2 separate regions of the Mus musculus genome follow, and region 1 is linked to region 2. The links are chromatin contacts, called in public promoter capture Hi-C maps. All regions are on one chromosome and are shown on one strand. Each heading gives the region's core, a stretch centred on a gene start, on an enhancer-like site or on the middle of the called end of the contact. The rest is flanking DNA. Distances are from core to core; before and after follow the strand shown.

What was found. Capture Hi-C pulls out chosen DNA fragments and counts their contacts.
Region 1: a promoter capture Hi-C map of pancreatic islet shows a contact between it and region 2. The contact joins the promoter of Gpr62 here to the promoter of Iqcf5 in region 2. A contact is called at or near these places in 2 of 39 promoter capture datasets (the C10 cell line and macrophages), 1 of 15 datasets of contacts at CTCF or cohesin (the NIH/3T3 cell line), 1 of 484 Hi-C or Micro-C datasets (the G1E-ER4 cell line), 5 of 115 datasets of contacts at active chromatin or transcription factors (the SCID.adh cell line, embryonic stem cells and large pre-B cells) and 3 of 9 other capture datasets (adipose tissue, liver and pancreatic islet).

The regions. Positions count from the first base shown.
Region 1 is chr9:106,464,658-106,467,357 of GRCm38.p6, reverse strand. It overlaps Gpr62 (G protein-coupled receptor 62), which reads left to right and starts at 1,373. Exons shown (of 1, transcript NM_001159652.2): 1 at 1,373-2,700. The coding sequence starts at 1,631.
Region 2 is chr9:106,513,214-106,515,913 of GRCm38.p6, reverse strand. Iqcf5 (IQ motif containing F5) reads right to left here and starts at 1,341. Exons shown (of 2, transcript NM_029300.1): 1 at 1,252-1,341; 2 at 1-364. The coding sequence starts at 1,255. It also overlaps a transcript of Iqcf3 not described here.

The DNA of each region.
Region 1 (2,700 bases), core at 124-2,623, 49 kb after region 2:
GCAAGTCTTGCACGAACGAGAACACAGAAGAGCCTCCATGAGGGAAGCCATAGCTTCAGGCTGGAGGCTGTCTCCCACAGAGGGCTGTAGAGGCTTAGGCTAAGCTGTGAGGGGAAACATCATAGCTTCCTCCCTCTTCCCACTCTCTAGTTTTCTGCTGGGAACTTCCGTTGGCTGAATATTCCCCCAGCGAAGCCCGGGAAGGTCGAGAACAGGAAGGTAGAGTGGAGAAGGGACCGAAGGACAAATCAGCTGAGCAGTTTGAGACTCGGGAGCAAAAAAGGCAAGGCCAGTTAGGGGAATGCTGGGACAGACGCTCTGAGTGGGCAGCAGGGTTGGTGGGGCAGCGGTATTGGTGATAAGAAATGACTAGATTCCCTGGACCTTTGACCAATTGGATCGGGTGTGGGAGAAAAGAAAGCTCTATCCTGAGGAGTTTGCCTAGGGAGACACTCAAGTCTGGTTCAAGGGAGAAGGCCCTTCAGACACCTGCTTCCTTGTCACTGTCTAGGTAGAGTTGTCATGAAGTTGGGTGATTGTAACTGGAGCATGGGCCCCTCCCGCTGGAGTTACCTTTTGAGCCACCTACCTGGGGGAGGGAGGCAGAGATGCTACATACTGAGCCTGTGCTTTTTTTTTTTTAAGATTTATTTATTATTATATGTAAGTACACTGTAGCTGTCTTCAGACACTCCAGAAGAGGGAGTCAGATCTTGTTACGGATGGTTGTGAGCCACCATGTGGTTGCTGGGATTTGAACTCCGAACCTTCAGAAGAACAGTCAGGTGCTCTTACCCACTGAGCCATCTCACCAGCCCGAGCCTGTGCTTCTTGTGGTAGGTCTTGTTAGCTCAAGCTTCAGAGCTCTGAGGTTGGGAAGGGGTGGTGCTAATGATGCATGTGCAGGGTGCGCTTTAGAAGAGAGCTGGTTTGCCAGCAGTCAAAGTCCAAGACCAGCTAAGCATCCATTTTTCTGCTAAGCCCCCCACTTCACAAGTATTCCATAAGGTGAGGTGCCAAGGTAACACTGACTGAGCAGCCATTATGTGCCATGCCCTGAGATTTCTCTCTCTCCTCCCCTCAAGACCTCCTGGGGGTTCCAAGCACATCTAAAGTTTCGGTTTTTTGTTTTTCCTGATTCCTGGGCTACCTTGAGAAAAGTAATGTCTGACCGAACTGCCCCCACGTCGCACTCCTGAGCAAGGTGGGTATGGGTCTAGGCTCAGTAAACTGTACCCTCGGGCAGTTTCACAGAAGAGCCTCCAGTCTCCAGCTGGCAGCTGTTAGAGCCAAGGGGGCTGGCACCAGGCCCTGCCCCTCCCTTACTAAGCTGTGTGTGTCTTCAAAGGGGAGCATCAGAGTGACAGCCGGTACCATCTCCACAGAGGCTGAGTGGCTGGAGCTGTGCTAGGGCAGGGGGAGAAAGCCGAGCCAGGCTCAGCCTTGCATCCACCCATAGGGCCCACCAAACCCCACAAGAAGATGGCAGCCTGGGCGTTGGAGTCACCTCCTGGGCAGCCTACGAGGTGAGGGGTCTTGAGGAGCATGGGACAGGTGATGGGAATCCTGGAGCCAGAGGCTCCATTTCCGCTCTTCCTCTAGCAAACCCCAGTGAAGCCTGAACGTTCAGATGGCCAACGGCTCGGGGCTCAGCGTCACCGAACTCGCGGGCTCGGTGGGGTTTATCCTGGCGGTTCTCGTAGAGGTGGGGGCCGTGCTGGGCAACGGCACTCTGCTCGTGGTGGTGCTGCGCACGCCGGACCTTCAAGATGCCTTCTACTTAGCGCACTTGTGCGTCGTGGACCTGCTGGCGGCTGCCTCCATCATGCCTCTGGGCCTGCTGGCCGCGCCGCCCGGGCTGGGCACTGTGCCCCTGGACCCCTCGTCGTGCCGAGCGGCGCGCTTCCTCTCGGCGGCTCTGCTCCCCGCATGCACGCTCGGCGTGGCCGCTCTCGGCCTGGCGCGCTACCGCCTCATAGTGCATCCGCTGCGGCCAGGCGCGCGCCCGGCGCCCGCGCTGGTGCTCACCGCGGTGTGGTCCGCGGCCGCGCTCCTGGGCGCGCTCTCCTTGCTCGGGCCACCGCCTGCGCCACCTCCGGCCCCAGCTCGCTGCTCCGTCCTGGCCGGGGGGCTCGGGCCCTTCCGGCCGCTCTGGGCGATGCTAGCCTTCGCGCTGCCCGCCCTCCTGCTGTTGGCCGCCTACGGTAGCATCTTCCTGGTGGCGCGGCGCGCCGCCCTCCGGCCTCCGCGCGGGACCCGGCCCCGCTCCGACTCTCTAGACAGTCGCCTCTCCTTCTTGCCGCCCCTCCGGCCACGTCTGCTGGGGGGCAAGGCGGCCCTGGCCCCAGCCCTGGCCGTGGGCCAGTTTGCAGCCTGCTGGCTGCCTTATGGCTGCGCGTGCTTGGCGCCCGCGGCGCGCGCCGCAGCGGCCGAGGCTACTGTCACCTGGGTAGCCTACTCCGCCTTCGCGGCTCACCCCTTTCTCTATGGCCTGCTGCAGCGCCCGGTGCGCCTGGCGCTGGGCCGCCTTACCCGCCGAGCGCTGCCTCGGGCCCCGAAAGCCTGCACATCGCAAGCCTGGCACCTGCAGACACTCCTTCGGCGCCTCCAGGAACTCCGCAAGGACCCTGTCCTAGGCCCTTCTGAGGCACCAGAACAGGCCCGAGAATTGGCAAGACAGACCCCGAGTGTGTCAGAGGC
Region 2 (2,700 bases), core at 92-2,591:
AGTCGGTTTTCTTTGATTTCATAGTTGCCCTGAATAAAGCCACGAGTGTGACAACTATGCCAACGCCAATAAACCTGGATGATGCGAACAGCATTCAGCAAACGACAGTATCGATGACGTATGTGCCACATCCTGAACCAGGACTGCAGTTTGACTATTGCCCACGTTTTTCGAGCGTATAACTCCAGAGCCATCCGCCGTTTCTTCCCTTGCAACATTATCATTATCTTTCTCCACCAGCACTGAATGATCCACGCGCTGAGGGCAGCATGCAGCAACGTGCGTCGTAGTAGTGTGCCACGCCACCATGCTTGGATGCGCACAGCCGCAGATGTTTCTGTCATGGCCGTAGACTTTTCTGGGCCTTGCAAGAGAGAACAGACCACTTAGGACACTTAGGGAGCTCAGGGTGAGCCAGACAGGAATCCCGATCCTCTATCTAGGAAGTTCAAGAGCTGCAGAACCCTGCAGGGCCACAGATGCACCCGGGAGACCAGCTAAATTGAACTTCCTGTGGTACATGCCAGTTAATCAGCTTGAATACACCAACCTAACATCTGAGTTTCTGGACATGTACCTGTTATGATAATAACTGTTGTGATAATAATTTAAAACTTTCTTTCTGTGTTTGGGAAGAAAGTAGATTAGAAAGCAAGAATGCTTTCCCTTGTGCTAAGTGAACTAGACTCAGTTTCTGGGGTGTGTGTGTATGTGTGTGTGTGCGTGTGTGTGTGTGTGAGAGAGATACAGGGTCTCACTATGCAGCTCTGGCTGTCCAGTAACAGGCTGGCCTTGAACTCATAGAAATCTGCCTGCCTCTGCCTCTCCAAGTGCTGGGATTAAAGCTGTGGGCCACTATACCTAGTTATTTATGGCCTTTGTTATAAAACCCCTCCTGTGGTAACTAGGAGACATTTACTGAGCCCTATGAAGTGTATCCAACCTTTAGACATTGTGAATTACTTTGTCACCTTCTATGTTCACACAGAAAAAGAAAAACAAAGCAAAGACAAAAACAACACGTGATTGAGTTACAAAACAAAATCAATCACACACATAAACCTCAGAACACTTTAAGGAAGTTTACAACTTTATATTGGGCCACGCTCCTAGCTAGCCTCATCCGCAGACTGTACATGGGCTGTGAGTTGACCATTCCTGGAAAGATCAATCTCTTATAAAACATTCAGTCCCCTGAGATAGGCATGCATGGCTAAACCTCCCCCCTGAGATCTGAATTCTACAAATTACCCATGGTTAGGGGCTAGATGTTCCCATCACCCTCCGGTCTGCTCTCCTAGCTCTGATCCAGCAGACAGAGTAGATGGAAGGAGTGATGACGTCATAAGGGTGCCTATGACACAGGCACCAGGACGGCTTCCAATAACCAACATTCTCAGCACCTGTGTTGTGTGTCACTGGCTATGACCGGAGGGTCCAATACACCCATATACAAATTCTCATAACCCACACCTTTATACCACTCAAATCTACTTGCTTCCCACAGTATGTTTTTACTCCTTCAGAAAGCTTCTTTGGGGCTAGAGAGATATGGTTCAATAGTTAAGAGCCCTGGGCAATGCTCCAGGGGACCTGGGTTCAGTCCCCAGCATCCATATGGTGGCTCACAACTGTTCCAAAGAACCCAAAGTCCTCTCCCAGCTTCCATGAGCACTACACACGTGATGCACAGACATACATGTAGGCAAATACTCATAAAATAAGAATAAATCTTTTCTTAATAGCATCTTTGGACTAGGAAGAGAGTTCAGATATTAAGGTGATAGCTATGTAAACTTTGATCCCCAGAACCTGCATAAAATAACTGGGCTCAGTAGCACATGTTTGCAGCTCCAGGGCTACAGAGGTAGAGGAGACAGAAGGATGCTCCCCAGCCCCCAGTGCACCACCATCATGCAAGACAGTTTTGGTGTGTGTGTGGGGGGGATCCCGAATATCTATCGGGGCAAGGCTTTGTAGTAAGCAGCAAACAGAGAACACATGTGCAAGCATCGAGGTGGAAGGCTATTGTGGTCTGTATCATAAACTTAACTTCTGCTCCCCTATGCATTGGTGGTCGTTAGGCAGGGGGTGGGCTTGTAACCTGGGAGTGCAGGTTTGTTGGGGAAATAACCTGGAAACTCTGGTCTTGTTGGGGATTAGCCTAGAGACTGGAGCTAGGCTCAGGTTTGGGGGCGGGGAGGTGGCGACAGGACTTGGAAACTAATGCTAAGTACCAGCCTGTTAATGGGGTCTAAATTTAAAAGATTTTTCATTTCAGGTTCAATTCTCAGCAGCCACATGGTAACTCACCACCATCTGTAACTTCAATCCACCACCCTCTTCTAACCGCCAAGGGCACTGCATGCACAGCCTATACTGACACACATACGTATAAAGTAATTAATGATGGAATGTAAAGAAACTAAGATAAAACAGTATTAATAAATGATGCAAGCCACCATCTTTCCAGCTCACGGAAAAGCAGTGAGCACAAAGGATGAGAGCCTTCAGCGGCACATCTCCGCACAGCAGACTCTTTTCCCAAAACTAAAATGTGATGACGGAGTTGCAAAGAAAATGAATTTCCAACTTGGTCGTGTGCTAACCAAACAAGGCAAGCTGTTACCCGGGAGTGTGCTTAATTAAATCAGTTTGATTGCTGCAGCTGAAGAAATGTGTCCAGAGAAAACAAACAGC